Linked DNA regions of Sus scrofa: region 1 is linked to region 2. A link is a contact called in public HiChIP or PLAC-seq data. All regions are on one chromosome and are shown on one strand. The core of a region is the stretch at or near the end of the contact, and the rest is flanking DNA. Distances in the headings are between cores, read along the strand shown. Region 1 overlaps BCOR (BCL-6 corepressor). Region 2 has its middle 380 kb from the start of BCOR.

What was found. HiChIP or PLAC-seq counts read pairs in DNA pulled down with a chosen protein or histone mark.
Region 1: an H3K27ac HiChIP or PLAC-seq map of skeletal muscle shows a contact between it and region 2, with 3 times the contacts expected there. The contact joins two enhancer-like sites. A contact is called at or near these places in 1 of 47 Hi-C or Micro-C datasets (embryonic fibroblasts) and 1 of 2 datasets of contacts at active chromatin or transcription factors (skeletal muscle).

Annotation. Positions count from the first base shown.
Region 1 is chrX:35,800,060-35,805,467 of Sscrofa11.1, forward strand. The region is part of intron 1 of BCOR (BCL-6 corepressor); the gene reads right to left. Among named protein-coding and RNA genes, the nearest start is that of BCOR, 88 kb to the right of the region's middle. Within about 2 kb of position 2,497, at least 24 of the 83 cell types and tissues checked have an H3K27ac peak or open chromatin away from gene starts, as enhancers often do. A contact at or near this core is called in skeletal muscle, where this site is marked.
Region 2 is chrX:35,510,052-35,514,861 of Sscrofa11.1, forward strand. No RefSeq gene overlaps it. Among named protein-coding and RNA genes, the nearest start is that of BCOR, 380 kb to the right of the region's middle. Within about 2 kb of position 2,295, at least 19 of the 83 cell types and tissues checked have an H3K27ac peak or open chromatin away from gene starts, as enhancers often do. A contact at or near this core is called in skeletal muscle, where this site is marked.

The sequences.
Region 1 (5,408 bases), core at 1,247-3,746, 290 kb after region 2:
AAGTGTAGCCAACTGTAAAAGGGGGCTGGAGGCTGGGGGCTTGGGGAGGGGGAGGCACGAGCAAGGATGGACCGGGAGAGCTGCTGCCAAGAGAGGGCGGCCCGCCTGGTACCCCCCCCACCTTCCCACAGGCAGAGCCACGCCTCCCCCCAGGTCAGGGACCAACCTCAGACACTTCCCCTTCTCCCCTGTCGCCATGCCTCGGCTTTTTGTTCCTTTCACTTTCTTTCACGCTTGTGCCACACACAACCACGTGTGTATGCAAGAGGGGGGGCCCCATTTGGAAGCTGGTGTCCCTCAACAGGAGGCACCCCAGGATAGGAAACCTAGGCTGAATGCAATTCATCACCCCACTCTTCGTCTCTTCCCTGCCCTCCCCCGCTTGGGCCTGGTCCCTGCAGGGCTGGGTTCCCACTTGCAGTCTACACAACCTGGGGGCAAAACCAGAATAAACGATCCATATACCACAAACTCTAGAGGGAGGTGTCACTGCGCTGCAGTCTCCACCAGGGCTTTGTAGGAATAAAGAGCACTTGCTGCACGCCCCCCTCCCCCCGCCCCCCACAAGGAACAAGCTATACCATAAGGCTATTAACAGCAACCATCAGTACACACAGGAAGCACAAAGGAAGTTTTTACAAATGAGAGATGCCTAAAACACAGGGTCCTGCAATCTGCTGATTGTGTGCTGCCTGGGAGTCCTGGGAAGGTTGGGGATGAGGGTCAGGGGAGGACAGGGGCTCCCACTTTCTTTACAAGGAACAATAGGAACCCCATGTCTGCTACTCAGCCTTGGAACTGGGAACACCCCAAACAAAGCTGTGAGAAAACTGCGGTAGACATGGGGGCCCGTGAATTTTTGTAGCTGTTCAGAGCTTAATTACTCCTCCTTGATCCGTGGGACTAGACACGACACCGCCAAGGTTAAAATGCCCCGAACAGCGCCGAGCAGATGTGAGCGAGCTGGCAGACGCGCAAATGAGGCCTGCCTCGGAGCACGATAACAAGTGACTAATACATTGCATATCGTTGAAAGAAAATTATTTTTCTCTAATTTGCATTTGCTTGGGAAAAAAAAAAAAAAGCCAACCAGAGTCCCTCCTCACAAGCACAAGTCTAATCCTGGAAATACAGCCCGGCTGCTTTAAGAGAGCTGGAAGGAGGGAAAGACTGCCAGTGTTTTGGCGTTGCAGGCTTGTTTATCTTTCCGCCTTTCCTCCAAGGCGAAACTCGTTTTGCAAGCAACATTCCTACAGAAAATGGCACACGTCATAAAAAGAGACCAATTTATAGAACTGGCACCGAAGTTCATGTATCATTCCAGAAGCATCTCCCAGCTCCCCACTAGGGAACCCAACTAGATGCAGAAGTCCACATTAAAACTCAGAATGGGTAGACCTGGGCAGTTGGGGTGGGAGTGGGGGGGATGGACTCGAATTTGCAGACATCCTGCAGGCTGTACACCCAGGAGCCAAAGTCACATTGAAGGGCAGGATACAGAATGAAGTCAACTCTAAATGATCCTCCAAAGCCCCAGGGTCGGGGCTGGAGGGCTTCAACCTTGAGATGGGGGGGGGGGGGTTGCAGCCAGCTTGCCCCAGGACAGACCAGGGGCTGGCCCATCTCCCTGGCCATCCTGAGCCCGCCTGCTTGGGCCCGCCAGCCATGCATCTCCGGGACCTGCCTAGCAAGGGCTTGCAGCCACCCACCAACTGTTCTCCCTCCCACCCTGGCGCCTCCCCGCAGTGCCTGGCAGAGGACCAGGAACTCAGAGAAGGCCTGTGGCTGTGGGCATCTAGTTGGATTAAGTCACAGAGTGGGTGGCGCTGCGGGCAGACCTCAAGACAGCACCGTTGGTCCTGCAGCTGAAGGTAAGTGAGGCTAGGGCGGGAAGGCAAAGGGAGGTGGGTATGGAAAGCCAGCCCGCGCCCCTCCCCCGCTTCGGGTCCGAACCTACGCCGTCGGGTTTCCAATCCAGGAAGCAGGGCCGCGCGCACAGAACACAGCGGTCGCCTGGCTCTCGAACTTGTCTGAATAACAGGGCCGTTTCAGAGGAAGAACAACGGCCTTCAGAGGCTCTGCAATTTCCAGAAAGCCTTCAGTTAATAATACATTCTTTCCAACGAGCTTGCTTTAGGGCTGAAAGTTATTTGCCCAAATCTTAACAACCCGATCACAAGCCACGGAGGACCCAGGTCCGGAGCTCCCGGCCAAACTCCTCCAGACAGTTGACACTCATGACCCTGTGGGCCTCCGCCTGCCACCTCTGCCTCAGAGTTCCCTAAACCACAACACACCAGCCAGCACCCGCGTCCAGCTGATGCCGGGAGCCATAAAGATGTGTGTCGCGGGGTGGGGGTGCTGCCGAGAGCTGGCGGCCTCGCGGTCGAGGACGCCCCGGCCAGAAAGTGGCGGCCACCTCGGCAGCTCTCCGCGGGCCTGCATAGTGCGCGCTTTGTGTGAGCGCCGAGGAGGCACAGCGCTGCTCGTGCACCAACAGCTGTCACATTATTTGCACTCGCTGTAAACAGCCTTCACATTCCCCCCTTACCACATAGTTAAAGCCAGACTAACAATCCACAGTTAGAGATCAAACCAACAACAGCAGCATTGTGTCTGCCTTCGCTGCCTTCGCACCAAGCCCGGCAGCTGGCAGGTTTCTCCGGAACAAGGGACCCCCCCCTCCTCCCCCCACCCCTCCAGGCTCCAGCCAAGGCTGGCCAAGGCAGCAGTGCGTGTGTCGCTGCTGATTGTTAAAGCAAGAGAACACAGCCATTTCGCGCAGAGGCTTCAGGGCGCTTCGGCAGCTCTCTCCCAGAGTTTCCCCCTCCCCTGGCCGGGTGGGAGCCCCGGGGCCGGCAGCCCCCCTCCCCCATTTCCTCGGCCGGGAAGGCAGGTTGTCCAGGAGCCTCGGGGGGCGCGCGGGGGGGGGGTTTGCTCTGCCTGGCAAAGCCTGGGCCGGCCTGCCCTGGGCTTCCTCCCAGCCCGCTCTGCCAGGTCCCAGGGGCCAGGCAGCTCGTCACTTTCGGCGGCCCCACGCCTCCCGGGTTTCGGAAAATTGTCCGACTCCCAGAATCCTTACTGGTCGCCCCACTGATCAAAATGTCTCCTTTATGATTTTTGGTTAAGTCGAACATTTCCATAATCGTCATTATTAGCGCAAATTACACGCCTAATCGGTCCTTAAATAGATTTTAATTAAATAATCATACAAGGCTCATTTTATGACTTAAGAAAGGCATTACTTTTCGTTATAAACTTTCCACCAGGCTATAGAATAACGCCAGCAGACAAATACTTATTCTTTGAAGAGCACCAAGAACGGATGGGCAGAGCATCGTGAGAGCGGACCCTGCTTCACACCTTCTGGAATCGAAGCGGAGCCTAGACAGGCCACCTCGGCACAACTTGCTCCTGGGAAGGGAGAGGGGCCTTCTTCCTCCAAGGCCCGGCTCTCGTCTTTTCTTGGGGGCCAGGAGAAAGAAACCCCGAATGCTCCTTTTCCTTGCCCGTCTGAAGAGACCTCGCCAGAGACCACTCCTCATCGCCCCCATCTGTTTTCCACCCCTCGGTCGGCCGAGAGCCCTGGTGGAAAGCAGGCAGGCTGTGCTCGTTAAACGCTGTGTAAAATGCTGTTAATAAAATAATAAATACAAAGGATGGAGGCTGCTGGTTCCATGGGTGTTTTGACTGGAAATGCCTTGGCACTTGTCATGTGTTTATGGGAGGGCAGACAACTCTAGGATTTACATAGTTTGGACATTTCTGTACTTCATTTATTCTTTCCTAAATGACGTAGGCCTAGAGCTATTTCAAGTTTGCATTTGTACAGAACTGTTAAATGCCTAAGAGTTTCTCCAATTAAACCAAGTTTTAAATCAGACCCATGGCTGGAACGCACTCTCTGACTCCTCTCACTCCACCCAGCCCTCACTCGGGCCTCTGGGGCTGGAGAAAACAAACAGACCCTTACCGACAATCCCCCGGCTGTGCTCGCCCCACCTTCACCCCCCCACACACACTCCAGGGGCACCTAGGGCAAAGGTTAAGGTGTCTTCAGATTACAGGCAGGGCCCTGGCTACACACACTGGAAATCACTGCAGTTGGGCACATCCTGGCCAGAGTCTAACCTCTAAAATAGTGAGCTAAGACGGGGGGAAACTGCTGGCCTGGTAAAACCCACTGTTCACAAAACAATGTCAGCAAAGGCTGGAAGGCATTCTTTAGAGAGGGACCAGGGATTCATGCCTACTGAAGCTCTTTCAGCACAAAGGCTTTTAGGGGAAGAAGGGAAAAGGGGGGGGGTGGAGGAGAGAAAGGGAGGGCTCCTGTTTCAGAGCCGGCATCCCCAGAGAGTCAAGAACCAAGTGTAGCTTCAATCAAACGCTGACTTCCCCTCTGGGAGTCGAATAGGAAACCTGATCACAGTAGCTTACTACCGGCCTGGATCCATACAGGTCTGGTTTTCTTCTCATGCTAGTAATTTTTTTAAATACGTATCGATATAAAAGAAGCAATCCCTGGCAGACTTTATTGAAAACCACACTGAGACCTCATAACATCCGGACTTAATCCCTATCAAACAAACCACAGCACCTCTGGCCTCTGCAGCAGGCCAGACCCTCTCACCTCTTCCCACCAGGTCTCTCCCCTCCAGCCGCTGCTGTTTCCTCCCCCGAAAGAGCGAGGAGAGGACTTGCCAAAGAGCACCTAGAAACGGGTTCTGGAATCAATTCCTAACCATATAAATGATCCCACTTAGGGGGAGGAAAAAAAAAAAGATCCAAGCCTTTTCATATGGAATCCTTTAAAACCCAGAAGGCAAAGAACTGTAACAAAGGGAAAGAGGAACCCACGGAGGCAGACCCCAGGAGTATCCTCAGGAATCCCCTTGGAGGGGAACTTAACCTGCACGTCGGTCCCCAGACACGAGCCTAAGCAGGTCTGGGGGCGGGGGTCCTCAGAGGGTCTCCGGGGCAGCAGGGAAAGGAGGAGCAACCGAGAGGAACCTGACCAGTCATTCAAAGCAATTACGAATCCTCGGGGCCTACTATGTGCCAAGTATTCTTCTTTGATCCTAAAGGTGGGTAATTATTCCCAGTCTTACAAATGAAGAAACTTACTGAGGCTCAGAGGCCATAAATAACTTGCCCCCAAGGTCACACAGCTAGTAAAAAAAAAAAAAAAAAAAAAGGGCCATGGTCAAACTCAGTCCTGGAGTTTCGGAGAGGAGCCAATTATTGGTCAGATTGTGCCATTCGGAATCCCCGAGAAGTTCGGGAGGCTTCCTTAGCTCTTGTAGTCACGTGCAGGGTAAAAGGAGAGCGGTTAACGCCTTTGGAGCTCGTCCACAAGGAGCCTGGAACCCAGTCAGTTTCTCCTGGACCCAGGAACTCTTGGTCCACAC
Region 2 (4,810 bases), core at 1,045-3,544:
GCAGAAGAGGCAAGAATCAGGGTGGGAGACAGCCCTGCAGGCCAGGGTGCAGAGAGGTGGCACAGTGCAGAGAGGGGACATCAACCTGGCCAGCGGAAGACACGAGTTCCCTCCCATCCAGGATGGGCTGGGGGACACTGGACAGGTCCCTCCTCTCTCCAGGCCCAACCCCTCACCTGCACCAGATAAGGAGTGAGCACCTGTGCTTCCGGTGGCCTCTGCGGCCTTCTGGCTCTGACATTCCAGCCTCCTGCTGGGCTGCATCTGTGGCCCTGGGCCTCGGGCAGGTGGCCCTGAGAACTGAAAGCAACAGAGCAGGATTTACCAGGGGAAGCGGCCCCCTCTTCTTTTCAGGTAGGTCAGGGGGAGGCTAGGTGCTAAGGGCTGAATCGTGTCATTCCCTCCACCTTCGACTGACACAAAAAATATATGCTTTGGGACTTTAGAATGTGACAGTATTTGAGATCGGGCCTTTACTGAGGTGATTCGGGTAAAATGAGGTCACAGGGGTGGGTCCCAAGCCCTTTTTGGAAGAGGGGTTGAGGACACAGACACACACGGCCATGTGCAGACACAGGGAGGAGGCGGCTGCCCGCAAGCCACGGAGACAGGCCTCGGAAGAAACCAGCTCTGCTGGAACTTTGATCTTGGACTTCCAGCCTCCAGAACCGGGAGGCGGTACATTTCTGTGGTTTAAGCCATCCAGTCTGTGGTCCCTGTTATGGCAGCCTGAGCCGACTTCATAACACTAGTTGCTTAAATGTATAGACAGTTGCAAACACAGCCCTGGGGCTTGTTCCATATGGGGAGGCCCGGGCACTGCTGAGGGGTTCCTGGCAGAGCATCTGTGGCTGGTGTGCTTGTCTCGGGCCCGGAGAACCTCCTCTGACCACACGGCCGGGCTCTGGGAGGGCTGCACGGGAAAGGAACGTGCATGCTGATTGCGAAGCCAAGAGCCCTCGGCCGGGGCCTTGACTGTGTGGCTGGCGACCCCACACTGTGTATACTGCACACCAAGAAGGGGAGAAGAGGCATTCCCGTCATGGCGCAGTGGTTAACGAATCCCACTAGGAACCATGAGGTTGCGGGTTCAATCCCTGTCCTCACTCAGTGGGTTAAAGATCCAGCGCTGCCATGAGCTGTGGTGTAGGTCGAAGACGCGGCTCGGATCTGGTGTGGCTGTGGCTGTGGTGTAGGCCGGCAGCTGTAGCTCCGATTCGACCCCTAGCCTGGGAACTTCCACATGCTGCGGGTGCAGCCCTAAAAAAGGCAAAAAAAAGACAAAAAAGAAAAAATAAACAAGGAGTGAAGAGAGCACGTGCAGACCAGTTCTGGGCCACCGACATCGCCCGCATCAGTTTCCCCACCTCCGAGGGAAAGTCTCCCGGTTCTGATATGCGCACGGCTCACCGCCCACAGCGGAAGAGACTCAGAACTATAAGAAGCCATCGTCACAGCCCGCAGAGTCAGGGAGGGTCCACGTGGCCCGCTTTGCCCTGCTCAAGGAACCCGAGGGTGTCCCACGACGGAGGCCCAGGACGGCTCCCCATGACCCAAGAGCCGACACTGCTTAGGCAAGGCCCTTCCCTAAATATTTTCTCTCTGGCTTTGGCTGGAGATGGTCACAGCCAGTCCGGGGGCTTGGAGAGCGGACCAGGCCTGCCAAGAGCCGCCTGGGCACTGGCTTGGTGAGGAAAACCCAGGGAGCAGAGCTGGGGCCTCCCAGGCAGCAGAGGGACTGGCCCACCCTCCCCTTCCTGGGTTCAAGTCAGGGTACCCCCCGGGGCTGGGGCGTTCTGGACCCAGGCAGACCCCAGAAAACAGCCCGCAGCCCTCCAATCAGCTGCTGGGTGTTTATTTTCACAGCTGCTCCTGCCGCTCGGCTGTTCCAGTGAGCAAAGGAATCTGTTTGTCTGCGAAAAGGAATGTGGCAGAGAGGCGGGAGGCGGCCCCGGGCAGGCCAGGCGGCGTCAGCAGCCTACGGAGCTCGCCAAGGCCAGCCAGACACCCAGGAGAGTCCCCCAAAGGCCTGGAGGCCAAGGTCACAGACTCAAAGACACCCTCTACCCTCACCCCACAGGCAGCCCTGCTCCTCCTGGAACCAGGGCTTCGCCCAGGGGTCCTCAGGACAGGTGCCAGGCTGGCGGCCTAAATGCACAGAGCAGGGACCCACCCTCCTGAGGTATTTTATTTGCTTCTTTCTCATTGACAGACAAGCCACTAACCCCAGCAAATGCGCTGGTGCGCCCACGCGCACGCACATGTCCACACTCAGAGAAGGAGGTCAGTCAGCTGTGTGTACAAGGAAGACGCTTAGTCCCAGCCCAGCCAAGGGAGGCCATCTGCCACACGGCAGGTCCAGCTGTAGCCCCCAGATCTGTCAGTCTTGTTCTAGAACATTCTAGGCAGGCCAGGGGGAGTCCAAGCAAGGCCAGCCCAAAGTCATTATCGTTTGACAGTTTGGGCCACAGGGACACCTGGGACGCCAAAGCAGGGGCTCTGTCGTTTCTGGCATTCTTGCTACCCACTCTCACCAATGCCCTGGGCTGACCAAAAAGGCGTCTTGGGGGTTGGGAGAAGGGCGGGAGGAGGATGGAGCTTCTAGCTAAATTTGCTCCGTTATAGCCCCTGCGTGGTCAGATTTAGTTTGGAAAATTTCCCCAGTGCTGCTGTGACCTGGTTTAGCTTGAACCCCTCGGAGGGGTAGAAGTAGGATAGATAATAGTTCATCTGCCCTCTCAATCTTCCTGGTCAGAGGAATAATCCAGATGTAATTGAGCTCAGCCCCCGGGTCGCCCTGTTCCTCCCTGAAAAGCTCCAGGGGACTGAGGGACCTGCCCAAGGATACCCAGCAAGAGTGACCAAGGGAAGGAGTTCCCGTCGTGGCGCAGTGGAAATGAATCCGACTAGTATCCATGAGGATGCGGGTTCGATCCCTGGCCTTGCTCAGTGGGTTAAGGATCCGGCGTTGCCGTGAGCTGTGGTGTAGGTCACAGATGCAACTCCGATTCAACTCCTAGCCTGGGAACCTCCATATGCCACAGCTTCGGCCCTAAAAAGACAAAAAAAAAACAAAAAACAAAAAACAAAAAACCATGACCAAGGGAAAATGTCTTAGGCTGGGCTCTCCTAGACCTGAGACAAGGATTTGGGGCCAAGGGGTGGATTCGGGAGCGGGGGAGTGAGGGGGAGAAGGGAAGCAGGGGGTGGGAGAGGTGCTGTCAAGCTGGTCCCCAGAGTGAGACACTGGGGATCAATCCCACCCTTTGGGAATGAATCGTCAAAGTGGATCCAAGCCCCCAAATCACTGCTGTGTGACTTTGGGCCTGGGACAGGTTGCTGGATGCTCAGTGCTGGTAAAATGAGACTAGCCATACCTGCCTCAACCCCCAAACTTGGTCCAAGTGGTAGAAGCAACAGGCTGGTCTTCCTACCCCAGTACCTGGTCCGCAGAAGGGGTAATTGGTCAACGTTAAGAATTTATGCTCATGGAGTTCCCGATGTGGCTCAGTGGCTAACGAATCCGATTAGGAACCATGAGGTTGCAGGTTCAATCCCTGGCCTTGCTCAGTGGCTTAGAGATCCAGCGTTGCCATAAGCTGTGGTGTAGGTCACAGGTGTGGCTCAGATCTGGGGTTGCTGTGGCTGTGGTGTATGCCGGCAGCTACAGCTCCAACTCGACCCCTAGCCTGGGAACCTCCATATGCCCAGGAAGAGGCCCTAGAAAAGGCAAAAAGACAAAAAAAAAAGAAAAAAAAAAGAATTTATGCTCGTAAAGTGTGCGATTCAGTGGCTTGAAATATCTTTACAATGGTGTGCCACCATCACCGCTAGCTAATTCTAGACTATTCTATCACGGCAAAAAGAGTCTGTATCCATTCAGCAGCCCCTCCCTATCCTCCCCTGCCCCACCCTTGCAGCCAACCCTGAAACTAGTAGACATTTCATATAAATAGAATCACAGAACAAGTGGCCTTTTGCGTCTGGCTTCTTGTACTTAAGCACAATGGCAGGTTCATCCACGCGGTGGCACGTGTCAGGACTTCGTTCCTTTTCGTGGTGGAAAGCTATTCGCTCTGCAGGTGGACACCGTTTCGTTTATGCTCCCATCCGCTGACGGACGTCGGGGTTGTTGCCACTTCGGGCCACTACGAATAGTGCTGCCGTGAACATCCCCATACATTTTTTTGTGTGGACGCCCACTTCGAACTCTCCCGGGTGTGGGCCTCAGAGTGAAACTGCTAGTCACGTGGTAGCTCCGTGTTTACCTTTGGAAGAAACGGCCACACTCTTTTCCGTGGCAGCTACACCATGCATATTCCCACACACAAGTAGAAGTGTTCCAGTTTCTCCGCATCCTCACCAACACTTGCCATTTTGCATTTTTAAAAGAATAATAGCTCTCTTATGGATGTGAAGAGGTATCTCATTGTTTGGGAGGTTTGTGGGGGTTTTTTGTTTGTTTGTTTGTTTTTTGCTTTTTAGGGCCAACCTCCATGGCATATGGAGGTTCCCAGGCTAGGGTTCCAATTGGAACTACAGATGCCGGCCTACACCACAGCCACAGCCACACCAGATCCTTAACCCAGTGAGCGAGGCCAGGGATCGAACCTGCATCCTCTTGGATACTAGTCAGATTTGTTTCCGTGCGCCACAGTGGGAACTCCTCGTTGTGCTTTTGATCGGCGTTTCCCTACTGACTGCTGATGCCGAATGTCTTTTCCTGTGCTCATTGGCCCATATATTTTCTAAGATATCAAGTGTTCCCAACGATAATTACCTTGGGATTAAATCAACACACGGGTGGGCT